Regions from separate parts of the Hordeum vulgare genome. Here region 1 is linked to region 2. The links are chromatin contacts, called in public Hi-C maps. All regions are on one chromosome and are shown on one strand. Each heading gives the region's core, a stretch centred on a gene start, on an enhancer-like site or on the middle of the called end of the contact. The rest is flanking DNA. Distances are from core to core; before and after follow the strand shown.

Evidence for each region. Hi-C and Micro-C count contacts between places; a contact is called where the count stands out from the background.
Region 1: a Hi-C map of seedling shows a contact between it and region 2, with 2.4 times the contacts expected there. The contact joins the enhancer-like site here to the promoter of LOC123425395 in region 2. A contact is called at or near these places in 3 of 6 Hi-C or Micro-C datasets (leaf and seedling) and 1 of 1 datasets of contacts at active chromatin or transcription factors (embryo).

The regions. Positions count from the first base shown.
Region 1 is chr2H:109,767,487-109,771,550 of MorexV3_pseudomolecules_assembly, forward strand. No RefSeq gene overlaps it. Among protein-coding and RNA genes, the nearest start is that of LOC123425396, 4.7 kb to the right of the region's middle. Within about 2 kb of position 1,540, at least 3 of the 3 cell types and tissues checked have open chromatin away from gene starts, as enhancers often do. A contact at or near this core is called in leaf and seedling, where this site is marked.
Region 2 is chr2H:109,569,583-109,573,608 of MorexV3_pseudomolecules_assembly, forward strand. It overlaps LOC123425395 (protein SPIRAL1-like 1), which reads left to right and starts at 1,658. Exons shown (of 3, transcript XM_045109090.1): 1 at 1,658-1,765; 2 at 3,819-4,026. The coding sequence starts at 3,824.

The DNA.
Region 1 (4,064 bases), core at 290-2,789, 200 kb after region 2:
GTGTGTCACTAAGAGCATCTCTAGCAGACCCCGTATAATACCCCGACCAGACCCCGCAAACGCGTCAGACCCGTAAATATTTTTGCGGGGCACGGCAAAATCCCACCCAACCCGCAAAAATGGAGGTTCTTCCCGGTACCCTCTATATAGCGGGAGTGGTGGGTGGGGGAGACATTTCAGCCAGCGCTTTTTCCCACCCATCGCCGCCGGGCCGCCGCCTACAGTTTCGGCCATACCAGCCATCAGTATCACGCCGACGGGCCGCCAAACACCCGGAATTGACCTTCACCACTTCCTTGTGCCTCGGTCGACTGGAAAGTTGCAGATCGACGACTGTTTTTCGCGGCCGCCAGGTTTAGCGTTTCCGACCATCGGCGGTTGTGCCAACCCACGAATTGGTCGGGAACCGCCCCACACAACCCCCGGCAAAGCCCCAGCGCCGCATGCAGGTACTGCTTTGTCCTCTAGTCGTTGTTGTCGGTTTGCCGGCAAGGACTCGACCGGCCGTCACCCGGGCTCGGCGCTCACGCAGCGGCTCGCTGGCTCGCCGATGCCACTCTAGAGTGTGATGACTGCACACAGACAGTGCTACGACTAACATCTAGCATGCCGCAACACCCGGGATGGGTATTCTTCAAATGCGAAAACGGCGGGGTATGTTCTTCATTTCATTCGGCTTTGTCAACCTATTCGGTTCAATTTCGGTAGCTTATTGAGATGATCATGTGTGTAGAAAGGTGGATGCTCATTTTGGTATTGGAAAGAAGGATACATTGATTTATTGATAGGAAGAAAATTAATAGATGTTCGTGCACTCATTGGTAGAATTAAAGCTAATGACGCAAGTGGATATGCAATTAGAGAAGAAACTAGAGGAGATGCAACGTCTAATTCTTTGAAATCAAAGAAGAAGAATGAAGAATGGATCAAGTGTCCGCAGATCAATAATGAAGGCATGACGAAGATGTTGGTTCAACTAGTGAGAGCAGTTATGAAAGTTTGATATCTTTTAAAATGCCTAATTGTGATTTTTGTTTTTTTTTTAATCTTGCTATTTTAACACAGATTTGGTGAATAATTATGTATCCGATGCCCTTGAAGTAAATAAAAAAGCAAAAAAAATGTGTTTTCATGTCCGAAATTGAAATGCAAATTATTAATTTACGGGCCGGGCACGGACGGCATATCTTTTTTACTTGTGTGTTTTGCGGGTCTGCTCGATTGCCGTGTAGAATATTTTTTTTCAGGGATCCGTTTTAAGCTGTCTGCTCGGCGATCGCTCACAGCGATCCGTAAAATCGTTTTTCACAATCTGTAAACACAATTTATATGAGAGAATTATACATGGTCTAACTCTCCTGAGCATCTTTCTTCCCTATTACTCCTGCCGTCCTGCGCCTGCGGTATACTCCTGCCGCCCTGCGCCTGCGCTGAACGCACTTGCGGCGCTCTGGCCTCCCAGTGGGCGCGTCTCTCCCACTGGATCGCCTTGTCAGACACCCGGACCAGCGTGCGTTTCTGCATGCATCGACAGCCAATCCAGAGCTATGGCTAGCTGCGTAGCTCCAGCCCGCCAAGCCGCCAACACCTACCTAGGGAACTGTCCACGTCGTTCACGGGCTCAGATCAGATACTACTGTGTGCTGAAGTGGGCGCGACGCCGTAGTTAATTCGCTCTGCATGCACTTTCTAACGGACGGTTCGCGCACTGGCACACGTCCTGCGCTCCGTGCGGCGCATCAGCAGCTACGGGCGTCGGCTATGGCCGGCATAGAGGTCCTCGGCTGATGGACCAGGCCGACGAAACGTGAATCAAAATTAACTGCATCAACCATCAAGACGCATCATCATCAAAAGAACAGAAAACGGATTCATGGCACACGGCTGGTTTCCGTTCACGCATGATGTCCATAAAATTGATGGCCTTCTTCAAATGTTTTGTTTTGACACGAATTGATCAACTCTTCTTCTTTACGAATTGATCACTCACTACTAAAGGTAAGGTCATGGACCATCCAGGGTCTACTAGGGTCTCACACAGTCATTAAATTTTCAAGACTACCGATGCAAACTTAGGTTTTAGGTGGTGTTTTTTAGAGGGACTAGTCTAAAAAAATCTCTTTTAGTCTCTAGGTAAAAAAACATAAGAGACTTTTTTTAAAGGACTAAAAAAAGACTCTACTGAAGGGACTTTTTTTTTTAGTCCCTGGGATTAAAAAAAGTCTAGCCCCTGAGAAAGAAACACCACCTCATTTGGACATACGATGTCACTCGTTCAGTTAGTCGGACACACACTAGCACTCGGACCAGGACAAACGTGGACGACGAAGGAGGTGCAATGACTAAGAAACTTAACATTTTACATAAAGCACAATAAAGACCGGCGTTACGAGTAACATTGTATTTAGAGTTGTTGTTATCAGCAACTTTCGTAGTTATTAACATTAACTCATCATTATAATGAGGCTTAATGGGCCCAGGCACACTCTATATAAGCCTATCTTGAGTTCTTGGACAAAGGTTTAGCATCGTGTGTATTCACACTTTCCATAAGCAAACACTAAGCATCTGTGTTCGAGACGTAGGTCTTTACCTTCTCTAAGTGGGGCACATTCGTACATCCGAGTATTACGCCTGTGTCGTAGCTTGGCTTCGCACCCTCATTCGTACCCCTGATACTATTGTCAGACTCATTTCCTCGACAGGTGGCGTCCATCGTGGGGCTGCGCGTTTAGCAAATTCTAGCGCACGTGGCGATTTAATTTTTCCGATCATGATGATGACACTCGACGGAGGGATCCTCTTTAGTTTCCTTAGCTTCATCACCGATGATTCGGCGTGGCTGCAGGAAGCGACGCTGGATACGGATGCGCTTTCCATCCGTGACGCGATGCATTTCAACGCGGCCACGCACGGAGTCCTTCTGTGGCAGCCATCGGTTCCATACCGTTTGGCTCCCCCTCATCCTTCTCCGGCCCATCGCAAGCGCTCCAGACGCTCACAGCTTCAGCGCTGGATCAAGCACGCTGTGGCCCTTCAAGCCACGGTGGGACAGGTGGTCATGCTTGACTCCGATGAGCCCACCCTCAGCCTGTTCCCTTCCTCGTACAACGGTTCCTTTGACGAATCCGAGTGTGAGAGCAGTGGACACGTTGCAGAGGTTTTGATGGTCGACACTGTAAAGGGACGTCCTGTGTACTCCCGGGGCCTATCCCGCGGACGAGATGGAGGCGGCCGTGACAACGTCAATACCGATGCCTATGTTTCCGAGCTCGTGAGTCAGCAGCAACGGGAAGAGCTTGTTGGGATAATCCAAACATGTCTTATTAATTGAGCCTGGTTAATTCTAAGTATGATTAGGGTGGGCGGTGCTTAAGTGAGGTGGAAAGTTTTCACGTGGATACCCTGATCATGTACGAGTTGTCCTAGCTGGTTTAGGAATTAGTAATTAGTGTACAGGTAAAGTCCTCTTAGGATTGACTGTCCGTGCTGGACCTAGACATCTTGTTGGAGTTGGCTTGCTAGCCAGCCCGATGCATATATATACATCTTGTTGGAGTGGGCCAAGACAAGTTTTATCTATCATCGGTGGTAATTACCACCACTTGTGTTTTGTATGTTCTATGTAGTATCTATCAAATTGAAGAGTATGCACGCTTACTATGAAGTATATAATAATGTTTAGGTACTATATATACTACCTTTTTGTAGTATGTATCATATTTTGTATATGCATTTTTTTACAAATATATACGTATTTCACAAATATAATAAAAACCATGGGTTAACTTGTAATTTTTTTTATGTAACGCACTTTGAAAAATCTTATATATAGTATATGAACGTAATTAAAATGATAAATTAATATATATATATACTACCGCACGATAGTACGTGGAACATGTGGAGTAACTACCACTGGATGTTAGGATGTACTTTTCCTATATATATATATATATATATATATATATATATATATATATATAGGAAAAATACATCCTACCACCCAGGGGTAGTTACCCCACATGTTCCATATACTACCACGCGGATGTATATATACTAAT
Region 2 (4,026 bases), core at 408-2,907:
GGGATCAACGGATCGTGTCGTCCCAAGAGGCGCTTTGCCTGTGCCGCTGTCACACCACGCACACCACACAGCGTCCATGTGCTCTCGCTACGGCCTGCGTTCCGCTGACTTTGGTCAACAGGGTATGGAAACTGTTTTTATTTGGTCTCTTGCATATATGTCCTGCGAGAGATGGGGAATTATTTAACGCGTCATCCTTTTTTTTTGACCCGGCACACGATCCTTTGGAGGATTGTACAATTGCCAATTGGTAGCGTCGGCAGTCTCTTGTGACATTAGGTCAAATGCCATATGTCACAGAATTTTCGTATAGGTTGGGTAGTCAAGCTAGGCATCGAGATAGATTCTTTCTCCGTTCAGAACCATGTTGCTTACTAGTGTGTTTGGTATGATCATGAAATATTGTAGCAATGGCTATATAAATATGTAGTTTAGAGAACGCCAATGATTGGACAATTAACTGGTCCCGGCGTAACGGGTCTAGCGAGCATGGTGTCGGCATCTCCAAATAATTTGATGGTTAATAGATTTGTTCTAATATCAAGTTTATTGGTCAAAAAATCAAATTTATTTTTGTGTTATAGTGAGTGTCTGTTTGTTACTATATCTTGCATTCATGACTTGGCTGCGTATACGTATCAAACATGTTAATGACCTGTATTCTACAATGTTTCTCATTATTTCCTTTCGGGTCAAAACCATCCTACCCTACCTCGTCCGTCATCATTGGGAGAGTCTATTTGCTTTCGCTTTCGTCTTTTTTGAAGAATTTGTTTTCATCTCTTGTTATATTCATCAAGCCGTGATATCCTCAAAATCAAATCATTTCGATCACGTACCTTTGTGAATCCACATGCCTAACTATTTTTCGATAGCTTGTTGCTGGAACTTATCAATTTTTGACAACGAAGGGTTCACCACGAATATAAATCCATGGCTGATATTTACCTTATTTTCACTTCGTGGTTCATGCATGACTTGTCATTTCCACTCTCTTCTGAAACATGAAACGATCTAATTTGTATGTTTATTTGGTGGATATTTAGAAAGTACTTCCCTTGTTTCAGGTTAGGAGGCACCCAGAAAAAGAATATTAGGAGGCACTCACACTTTTCGAACTTAGTTTTGAACATCAATTGGACCAATATAATACATAATTCATGCGGCTTATTTTTTTTTTACTATAGAAAGACCTTTTCGAACAAAAATGATAATACATATTCAATGATATGATTACCTATGGCGCATAGCCCACATTTCCTTGGTTAAATTCATGTTTAAGCTTGAATCTAGTAGTTGTCATTTTCTCTACCTTTCCTTTTTGCCATCTACTAATCTATGCCACATGAGCACATTTATGACATTTCCAACTTAAAATGCCAAATAACACATTTCCCGAAATATCAAAGATTTAGCTAGCTGTGGTTGCCGGTCATAGAAGGGATGTAAACGTTTGTCCAGCTATTTGATTTAGACAACTCCCTGGATTGTTCACTAACACCATCCAATCATGCAACCACTTAAAAAGAAATCACATCTTACCAAATCACCAACTTTTCTCACAGCCAAGGGCGTCCTTTCACCGAATTACGAATCTGCACGAGCACCAAACTGCAAAAGATCCACTCCCTCCCTGCAAACGTCCCACCCACTCTATAAAGGAAACCAACAACGCAAGCGCTTCCTCACCACCACTCCCACCACTCCGAGCGCCTCCTCCTGTCTCGTCCTCGTCCCCCGTCCCCTCGTCGGCGCCCGATCTAAGGTATCCGATCGCCTCCGCGCCCCTCCTTCCCAGATCCCGCCCTCTTGGTTCCCGCCGCGTGGTCCGGCGATCTGAGCGGCGGATCTCCCTCGCCGTTGTTTAGCTGGTAGATGTTTGGTTCTGGATCTGGTCTCAGGCTCTCAGAAATGAGATGGGGATCGCGTGCTTCTGTGTCCCCATGGCTCAGGATCCGTCGATATAGGATGCGTGTATGTAGGAATTGCGCTTAATCATCTTGGTTGGCAGTTGATTTGTTTGTAATGACGTCCATTTCACTTTTGCCGATGATAGATTTGTGGGGATCGGGCTTTTGTAGTTCGGGAATTGGGTGCGAGGAGTCTGCGTGCTCGCGGCAGTTTCTTCGTGAAGGGTCACCTTACCTAGATTTGAAGATTCTAGGGCATGTGGTTCGTAATCGTAGCAATGTCACTGCAGTTTCAGATTCACTGGTGTGGGGGAACTCCCGACTAGACTTGTGGTGCTCATCTGTTTTGTGTAGAGAAGGTTGGATGATGGCAGTTCTATAACAAATCATAGAAGAGATGTGCTGGTGTGTGGTGATATCAGGAGAAACTTTTGGAATATAGACAACGGAATTTCAAATGGTTTTGTTGTCGTTGTGCCATGCTAGGAACTTAGGATTGTTCCTACTCGTGTATGGTGTAGGCCTGTAGGTAACCTATCTGTCCTGTTTGATTCTAGTGATGAATCGCAGGCAGTCTCTCTTGTCATCACTTCTTGTAGCACCTAAGGGATAACTTGACTAACTGAAACTGGGAATGAGCTGATCACGCTAACTACATCCAACAATCTAAGTGTCCTTAGATGGCAACAAATATGCAATGGATCGGTATGATATGTTTTTATGCTAATTGAAACCGAACCTACTGTATGGATTTTGCCTGTTACATGCTTGGGTGCTGGCTGTAGTGCTAGGCTGAACATGTACTGTGCAATCTGGTCTAGGAAGGCACCAAATTGCAGAGTTGTGCGGGCTATCCAATGGAAAAATCAATCCTGGGATCAATTGAAGTGAGATTTTATCTTTGAGTATCTTATGTTGTTTGATTGACCTTGAGTTTCTTTTAACTTGCTTGTCTGTATGAATGTGTAGTTCAATTCTTCACCATGTTTCCAGACAGCACTTTGCAGTGAGGGGCCTGTTGCCCTGTTATTTATATCTTCTCAATCCAAAGATGCTGAAAACTTTGTTGCTGTTATTGGTTTAACCATCTAAGATTTTATTGACAATACAGTATTTCCTCTTGACATCAATAACATGTTTCATTAGTTATTTAAGTATGATTTTTTGGTGATAAGCTATTGTAGTTGTAGGTTAGATGTTTGAAAAAATTGGCCTAAGGTTTTGAGATTTCATCATCTCCTCTTCAGAAAAGTATCATGTCCTCCAACAGAGATCTAAACGTTTTCACTAAACACAATAATGTGGATGTCTACTGTTTGATGTTGACTAGTTACCCTGGATAGAGTCTGGATTGGCCTCATTTTCCTGATTTCCCTGTATTGATGGGTACCCACCATTATGTTTAACAAGATCTCCTGCCAGCATACTCAAGGCCCTTTGCCCTTTGCTCCAAGTTCTTATTAGAAGTAACTGTTAGATATTCTCTCATGGCCATAATCAAACTATATTTCCTTATGTTCATAGTTTATCTCTTTTTTCCCCCAGAAGTTGATATTACCTAACCTGTGTAGATCATATGCTTTAATTGACAGCAGGCCTTGTGGGTTGTGATAATATCTGACCCTGTTTGACTTCATTCAGTCTAAGCAGCACTTGTTTCTTATCTTACCAAGTATTCTTGTCTGAAGACTTGGTTCAGCATAAATGCCTTTTCCTGTCTTCTCTGCTCCTAAATTACCACAATGTGTTTTATTTTAACATTCCTTTTAAGCCAACATTTTTGTAGTAACTAGTGGTCTGAAATATTCTGGAAGCTTTTATCCCCGTTGATTTCATTTGCCTTTTCCAAAATATAATCGTGCTGAACTTGTTCACTCATATGTTGCACTTTATCTATTTGTCTTACAGTCAAGATGAGTCGTGGCGGGAGTGCTGGTGGTGGTCAAAGTTCTCTGGGTTACCTGTTTGGAGATGGTGAGCCTGCAAAGCCTGCTGCAGCACCAGCTGCGAAGGCCCCACCTGCTGAGAAACCAGCACAAGCACCTGCTGATGTAGCCAAGCAGGTTCCAGCTGGCATTCCAGGTAGCCGGGCGAACAACTATTACCGTGCAGATGG